Linked DNA regions of Mustela erminea: region 2 is linked to region 1. A link is a contact called in public Hi-C data. All regions are on one chromosome and are shown on one strand. The core of a region is the stretch at or near the end of the contact, and the rest is flanking DNA. Distances in the headings are between cores, read along the strand shown. Region 1 holds the start of EVA1C (protein eva-1 homolog C). Region 2 has its middle 39 kb from the start of CFAP298.

The links. Hi-C and Micro-C count contacts between places; a contact is called where the count stands out from the background.
Region 2: a contact with region 1 is called in a Hi-C map of skeletal muscle, with 10 times the contacts expected there. The contact joins the enhancer-like site here to the promoter of EVA1C in region 1. A contact is called at or near these places in 2 of 3 Hi-C or Micro-C datasets (fibroblasts and skeletal muscle).

What each region holds. Positions count from the first base shown.
Region 1 is chr1:208,175,600-208,179,393 of mMusErm1.Pri, reverse strand. EVA1C (protein eva-1 homolog C) reads right to left here and starts at 1,863. Exons shown (of 6, transcript XM_032353780.1): 1 at 518-1,863. The coding sequence starts at 677. It overlaps LOC116596576 (a long non-coding RNA gene), which reads left to right and starts at 2,089. Exons shown (of 2, transcript XR_004288192.1): 1 at 2,089-2,149.
Region 2 is chr1:208,252,959-208,256,752 of mMusErm1.Pri, reverse strand. No RefSeq gene overlaps it. Among named protein-coding and RNA genes, the nearest start is that of CFAP298, 39 kb to the left of the region's middle. Within about 2 kb of position 2,047, the one cell type or tissue checked has open chromatin away from gene starts, as enhancers often do. A contact at or near this core is called in fibroblasts, where this site is marked.

The DNA.
Region 1 (3,794 bases), core at 614-3,113:
GGACCTGCCGGCCGGCTGCCCTCCCTGCCTGCCGGCGCAGACTTCAGGTCAGACGTCCCTCGGGCTAGTCTCCATACATGGGCACCCGGGAGGCTGGCTGGGGCGCACCCGGACCATGCGCGTGGCAAACCAAGTGCAACTCCGCGGACCAGCACGTGTAATGTACAGCGCTGGGCGCGGCTCCGGGTTTAGGAGCCTCCAGGGGACACGTATCCGTCAGAGTCGGGTCCCTGATGCCAGGAGCCGATGATGGGAAATTGACGAGGTAAACAGCAGGGCGAGAAACTCCCAATAGGTTACCCACCCTTCCTTGGGGAGGGGAGGACCTCCTGTGCCATCACTCCACACGCAGCCACCTCTATGCCAAAGGCTCACACCAGGCAAGAAAACTGGCTATAAGCGTGCCTCAACATCAATCCAACCCGGCTGTGCCCCCTTGGGTGGCTGCCGCCAGCCGAGGGCTCACCTGGGCGCACTGTGGCGCCGGGGGCGCAAGGCGAGGGAGGTTGCTTCTTACCGGAGAAGTCCGTGAGCGCTGCGATCTCTTTGGAACAGACCAGGACAGTGCAGTAGAAGAGGCGCAGGAGCTGCCCGGGAGGTTCTACCTGCCTGCGGGGTCCGGGATGCTGCGCGGGCTGCGGCGCGGGCGGCGGGCGCGCGTGTCCAGGCAGAAGCATGGTGCCCGGCGCGACCTAGAGCGGGCGCGGGCCCGGGGCGCGAAGGGGGTCCCTGGGCAGAGGGCAGCGTCACATGGCGGGGCGAGTCGTTGGCCTGCGGCTCCGCGGCCCCCCGCCACCTCCCGGCTCAGGCTGCCAGAGCCTTTTCCCAGCGCAGGCCAGCCCCGGCTCCCCAGCAAAGGGGAGGGGGCGGAGAAGTGGGGCGGGGCGAGGAGCCCCGGGAAGGATCCGCGTAGTTTCCCCGAGAGGAAATCTCCGCTGCCTCCCCGCGAGAGGAAACGAGGGGGGCCGAAGGGAAAGTGCAGCCTTCGCGCGCCGGGCGGCTGCGGGGGCCGGTCCCTGGCGAGCTGCCCGCCTCGGAGGGCGCCCCCAACAGCGCACCAAGGACCGCGCAACTTGAGCGCCTTTCACTCCTGGGTCCCCGCCCCGGAGACGGCCCGGCACCCCTGGCCCGGCCCGCGCTGGCCCGGCGCCAGCCTCGCCCTGGCTGCGGGAGGAGCGCGGCCGGTGCCCGTGACGCACTTTGGAGCCAGCGCCGCGCGTTGAGCCCAAGAGCCCCCGGGGCCGGGCGGAGGTAGGGGCCGTGGGAAGGTGGGGTCCTGGAGGTGTAGGACCCCAGCACTGACGTCCCTGCGACCTGCGTCGCTCCTCGTGTAGAATCACCAAGCACGCAGTTACCCCATTTCACGGAGGAAGAGACTGAGGCCCCGAGCTTTGCCCAAGCTAACGCAGCCAGGACGGGAAGGAGAAGGGTTTGGGGAGGGGATTTCAAAGCGGGTCAGATGGCTCCAGGGCCGGTTTCTTTCTTCTTTCTCTTCCTACGTTTCCTTTGGGTACTGGTTGTCCAGCAGCGCTCGGAGGATTTGACACTGGCCCGGCATAAATAGCACCGAGCGCTAATAATTGGGCTTTGTTTTAAAATGGGCCACCGCATCTTTCTAAACCTCTCAATTACGCGCGGTGTGACCTAGGCCCAGCCCGTGGGCGAGGAGCGGACTACGTGGCCGGGGCTCGGGGACACAGAGGACAAATGCGTGGGAGCGCGTGGGGGCTCGTAGCTGAGCTCGGGGTGCGGGAACCTGGGGGCCCCAGCGACCCAAACCCCGCGGACTGCGCGAGCGTCCCGGCCGGGCGGCGCCGGCGGCAGGGAGGAGGGCTGGGCCGGCGGGCGCTCGGCACAAAGTGTTCCCGAACACCGCGGGGAGGCCCTGCCAAGTTCTCCGCGGGCCTGACGCGGAAACGTAGATAATGAGGCCCAAGGGCGGGACCAGGCGCACTGCCCCAGCCGGCTCCCAACGGCACTGCCAGCGCCGCACAGTGCGGCGGCCGGGAGGCTTGGGGACAGGAAAACCCGGACGCGCCGATCTACCTGTGGGAACGTCGAGGAGATGCGCCGCAAGGATCCAGGAGGGCTCCAGCAGGCGCTCCGTCGGAGGAACTGGTATTTCTGTCCCCTTCCTCCCAGTCTGGAGGTAGGGTGGCAAGGGCTAAACCTCAATCCTTGTTCAGTGGGACCCATTCTACCGGGCACAGTGAATACTCAAGCTTGGGGCGCTTGGGTGGTGCAGTGGGTTAAGCCTCTTCCTTTGGCTCAGGTCATGATCTCAGGGTCCTGGGAGCCTGCTTCCCACTCTCTCTGCCTGCTTCTCTGCCTACTTGTGATCTCTGTCTGTCAAATAAATAAATAAAATCTTTTTAAAAAATACTCAACCTTCTCCGGGCACCTGGCCAGCTCAGTTGGTAGAACGTGCAACTCTTGATCTCCAGGTTATGAGTTCCGCCCCATGTTGGTTTGTAGAGAATATTAATTTTTTTAATCTTAAAAAAAAAAACAAAACCCTCAACCTTCTCAATAACTTTTGGACATAAGTATTAGTATGCACTTTCTAGATTGGGGAAACTGAGGCTGGGAATGTAGGTAAGGATGCCTAGCACTAGGAGCCACTGAGTAAGTAAGTATTGGTTGCTCAAAACTCGGGTCCCGGGTGTAGCTGGGGTCCCAGCCATTCACTTCTCTGGTTTCAGTATGAAATGGTAAGTGCTAGGGGATGTGCAGTCAGGGAAACTGGCTCCCACATGGTTGGGGGCCGGAGGGGGCCTCCTGCTAAGGTTGTGTAGGCATGAACTTGTTTCCAGGTGCCAGTGTGGGCTCTGTTGCTGACCATGCACACCCATGGTTTCCTTCTCTATAAAGTCTCAGGCTTGCGACCCTTTAATTAGTTAATACACGTGACCAGGACAAGGTCTGAAGCTGGTAAATGCTTGGTCAGTATTAGTCATTATTGGGCACCTGGGTGGTTCAGTCGTTAAGCCTCTGCCTCCAGCTCAAGTCATGATCCCAGGGTCCTGGGATCGAGCCCCGCATCGGGCTCCCTGCTCAGCGGGGAGCCTGTTTCCTCCTCTCTCTCTCTGCCTGCCTCTCTGCCTACTTGTGCTCACTGCTCAGCGGGAAGCCTGCTTCTCTCTCTCCCTCTCGCCCTGCTTGTGTTCTCTCTCTCTCTCGCTATCTCTCTCTGTCAAATAAATAAAATCTTTCTAAAAATATTAGTCATTAATACAGACAGGAGGACAGTGACTGGAGAATCATAAACTAAAAGGGGACACAGAGCAGAAGAGAGGGGGAGCTGAGTGATAGTAAAAATTGTTTTATTGGCTTATAGTTGACATACTATGTTTTGTTATTTTCAGGTGCACAACATAGCGATGGGACAATTCTCTGTATTACCAAATGCTTGTCACAATAAGTATAGTCCCATCTGTCACCACATGTTGTCACAGTATTATTGACTATATTCCCCATACTGTCCTTTTCATCTCCACGACTGATTTATTTTATAACTGGAAGTCTATACCTTTTATTTATTTTTTAAAAGATTTTATTTAGGGACACCTGGGTGGCTCAGTGGGTTAAGCCTCTGCCTTCAGCTCAGGTCATGATCTCAGGGTCCTGGGATCTAGCCCCGCATAGGGCTCCCTGCCCTGATACCCTCTCTCTCTCTTAGCCTACCTCTGCCTACTTGTGATCTCTGTCTGTCAAATAAATAAATAAAATTTTTTTAAAAAGATTTTATTTATTTATTTGACACAGAGAGAGAGAGAGCACACAAGCCGGGGGCG
Region 2 (3,794 bases), core at 798-3,297, 77 kb before region 1:
TTGGGTAAAGACATTGAGTTAGTGATTTAAGATTTCCACAAAAAGCCCAAGCCCGGGGGCACCTGGGTGGCTCAGTGGGTTAAGCCTCTGCCTTCAGCTCAGATCATGATCCCAGGGTCCTGGGATGGAGCCCAGCATCAGGCTCTCTGCTCAGCAGGGAGCCCGCCTCCTCCTCTCTCTCTTTCTCTCTGCCTGCCTCTCTGCCTACTTAGGATCTCTGTCAAAAAAATAAATAAAATCTTAAAAAAAAAAAAAAAAAGCCCAAGCCCAGAAGGGTTCAATGGTGAACAACACTGTATAATGCTGAGCTCAGTGCCTGGTACTGAGTAAGTACCCAAGAAAGGTCATCCTATATCATTATTATTTTTCTATCACATATTTTTCAAATGTTATGTTACACTTACCTACCATCTCTTGCTGGATTGTGAGCTTCCCAAGGGAAGGAATCTGTCTTATTCTTTATATTCCAAGTGTCCGGCTTGGTGCCTGGCTAATGTTCCAAGAGAGGTAGAGAGAAAATAATGCTTATTTATTTGAAAGAGAGAGAGTATGAGCAGGGAAGAGGGGCAGAGGGAGAGGGAGAAGCAGACTCTCTGCCAAGCAGGGAGCCTGATGCAGGGCTTGATCCCAGGACCCCAAGATCATGGCCTGAGCTGATGGCAGATGCTTAACTGACTAAGCCACCTAGGCACCCCAACAATTTAAGAATATTAAAAATTGCATTAAAAAATATTTTACTTATTTATTTGTCAGAGAGAGGGAGAGAGCACAAGCAAGGAAGCAGCAGGCAGAGAGAGAAGCAGACCCCCTGCTGAGCAAGGAGCCTGATGTGGGACATGATCCGAGGACTCTGGGGTCATGACCTCAGCCAAAGGCAGATGCTTAACTGAGCCACCTAGGTACTCCAACAATTTAAGATTATTTAAAAATTGCTTTGATGCTGGACAGGAAAGGCAATTATCCATCTGTCCAGGGCAAAACATTGCTTCCAGGGCCCACAAAGCTATCTCTCAGAGTCTGTCCTTGATGCTGGTGTGCATGTCACTGGTCCCATGCCATGTCAAGTGGTGGTGGCTATTTGGGGGGATGGGTGGATGCACATGTGAGGCCCTTCGCAGAGAGGAACAGGGGTGGGGTGTGAAGAGAAAGCTGGGCCAGGGGCCAAAGGCTGAGCTTCCCTTTACCTCCCCCTGCCCGATGCTGTGTGGCCACCTGTCTACACCAAACATTGAAGAGTTTGAGTACTTTAAGTTCGAATCTGGTCTTCAAGATTCTTATAAAGGTATATTTGTTAAAGTAGAAAAAGTTGCATATTTTTAAAAAAAGATTTTATTTATTTATTTGACAGAGACAGATCACAAGTAGGCAGAGAGAAAGAGAGAGAGGAAGCAGGCTCCCCACTGAGCAGAGAGCCCGATGCAGGGCTCAATCCCAGGATCCTGACATCATGACCAGAGCTGAAGGCAGAGGCTTAACGCACTGAGCCACCCAGGTGCCCCAAGAAGTTACATATTTTATGTAAGTTTTCTTCTTTGTCTTGATTTTAATATTTGGCTTTATGGTATGTGATTTCTTCTCTCAGACCCTGCAAATGTTAGGGACAGACCTACTGATTTCTACACATACATAGAAAAACCAGTCTTATTTTGAGTCTTTTACGTAAAAATCATGATGTATGTTTTTTATTTTGTTGTTCACAATTTACCCTTTTCACTTAATAATAGGACTTCAAGTATTTTTTGTGTCACTACATAGAGATCTATCTACTTCGTTTGAACACCCAATACAATGCATCCTTATTATTCTTTTCCCCAGAACAGCTGGAATTCTTCCCAAGACATCTTCAATAAGAAAAGAAGCTTTGCTCATGTGCACAGAGATGTAGGCAAGATGGATGTAACAGGAACCTCCACGGAGACAAGCCTGGCTTGTTCCCGCAACCCGCCCTCCGCTGACGGCACACACCTCACGCTCCCAGGGTCCGGAGGGTTTCCAGTCAGAGGTCAGTTTCTAAGGAAGGAAGTTTGGGAGCTCAGACCTGGGAGGCAACTCACTGGGTCTGCACATTCCTCATCGATTAGTAACACATTCTCTTGCTAGTTCATTGTGAGCGAGTCGGGAGCGCTTTCCTTTTTCTCTTTTAGTGAAGTCACGTCACGATTTTACACAAGCCTCTAATTGCAGCTCCCTCCCTTCCTCAGAAACTAATCGAGCATTTTCCAGGTCAGATTGGTGTTTAGTCATCTGGACATGAGTCCCCCTTCCTCTTGCCTTAATCTTTCCCAGGCTGGATTCTGTCTTTGAAACAATAGGAAATGACAAGGTCTATTTTTCTTTTCTTGAAAGGACTCAATCCATGGAGTCATGAGTTGGAACAGAGAAAGTACGGGGAATGCATATGTACCCCCAATAGGAAGTGACCAACTTTCCTCTCTTTGTTCTGCCGAGTCCTGTGGGCTGAGCTCACGATATCCCAGAGAGTTTGCTTAAAGGCAGGAAGGCGGCCTGGTCACCTCAAGATAAATTCGCAGTTGGATTTTCTGTTGGACCGCGCTGAAATGCAATTAGGCTGTGAGCAGTCTTCAAGCAAAGTTTGGAAACCTTTCGAAAAGGGGCTCCGTGAGAATAAGCTGTCGGGTGCTTGATACTAATTACATCTTAAAGCACCCACGTGAGTCCGTCACCAGGCTCGCTTTCTAAGCGTGTTGATTTTCATTTCTCCAAGAGAATTAAGCTGCCGTTTGTATTTTCCGCGATATTATAAGTAACTGAATAGTGATCAGTAAAATCAGGAGCAATTGCAGTTCCAAGAGTCAGAAGGCCAAGGTCTGAGGCCAGGCCCCGCCGGCTGTGGGTGGGCTGAAGAGACAAGTCCCTTCTCTGCACTGGGAGGTGGAAGGGGAGGGTGCTGCCCAGAGAAGGTGACGCCATCCTTACCGCCAGGTGTCAAACAAGTCCCATGGTCTGGAGCACAGACCCAGCCCCGGGTGTCCTGCACCTTTCGCCTGTTTTCCCACGGCCCGTCCCCGCTCTGGCTATTCTCCATTTCCAAACATGCGCTTCTGGCCCCCACCTCCTGGCCCATCACTGCTGCTCATCTCGGCTCCTCCCCACCCCTTGATTCACCTTTCAAAGTTCTGCTCCTTCTTTAAGGACCAGCCTGAGCACCTCCGCCATCCTCTCTTTGCTCCCACCCCTCCTGTTGTGATCACTTACTGTCATTCTTACTCCCTGTCTTGAGAAGCCAGGACATCCGAAGCGTAAAGGCAAGGGCCGGCTCTGTTCCTGGGTTCAGTGGAGGTGTGAGAAACTGAAGCAAGAGGAAGAGGAGGGACGGAAGGTTGTGGAGTCGTGGTGACCCTGCAGGGATGTCTGGAGAGTGGGGACAGGGTTCAAAGCCTGGCCTGACATTTCTCTGGACTGTTCCTAGGCGGTGCTGAGAGGTTGCTGGATGGGGGCGGGGGTGGCCCCTCTGCTAGGCAAGCCCCATTCTTTCCAAGGGACAGAGGAAGGGGAATTGGTAGCAGCCATGGTCCCCAAAGGAAGTGCTGGTGGCAGCAGCTGTCCCAGGATAAGTAGCCAGGGCAGGGGAGGTGGCCAGCGTGCCCGAGGCTGTGGCTCTGCAGTGGTGGGAGCTCACAACGGTTGGGCTGGAGCTCCAGCTGTGGGCTTGTGCATCAAGGCACACCAGGGCAACAGAGGCTTCAGGCCTGCAGGCCAGGGATGTTAAAGGGTCATCTCCAGAAGGTGAGCGGGGGTGGGGTAGGTGGTCCCCGGATCCCACATGTCTGTGC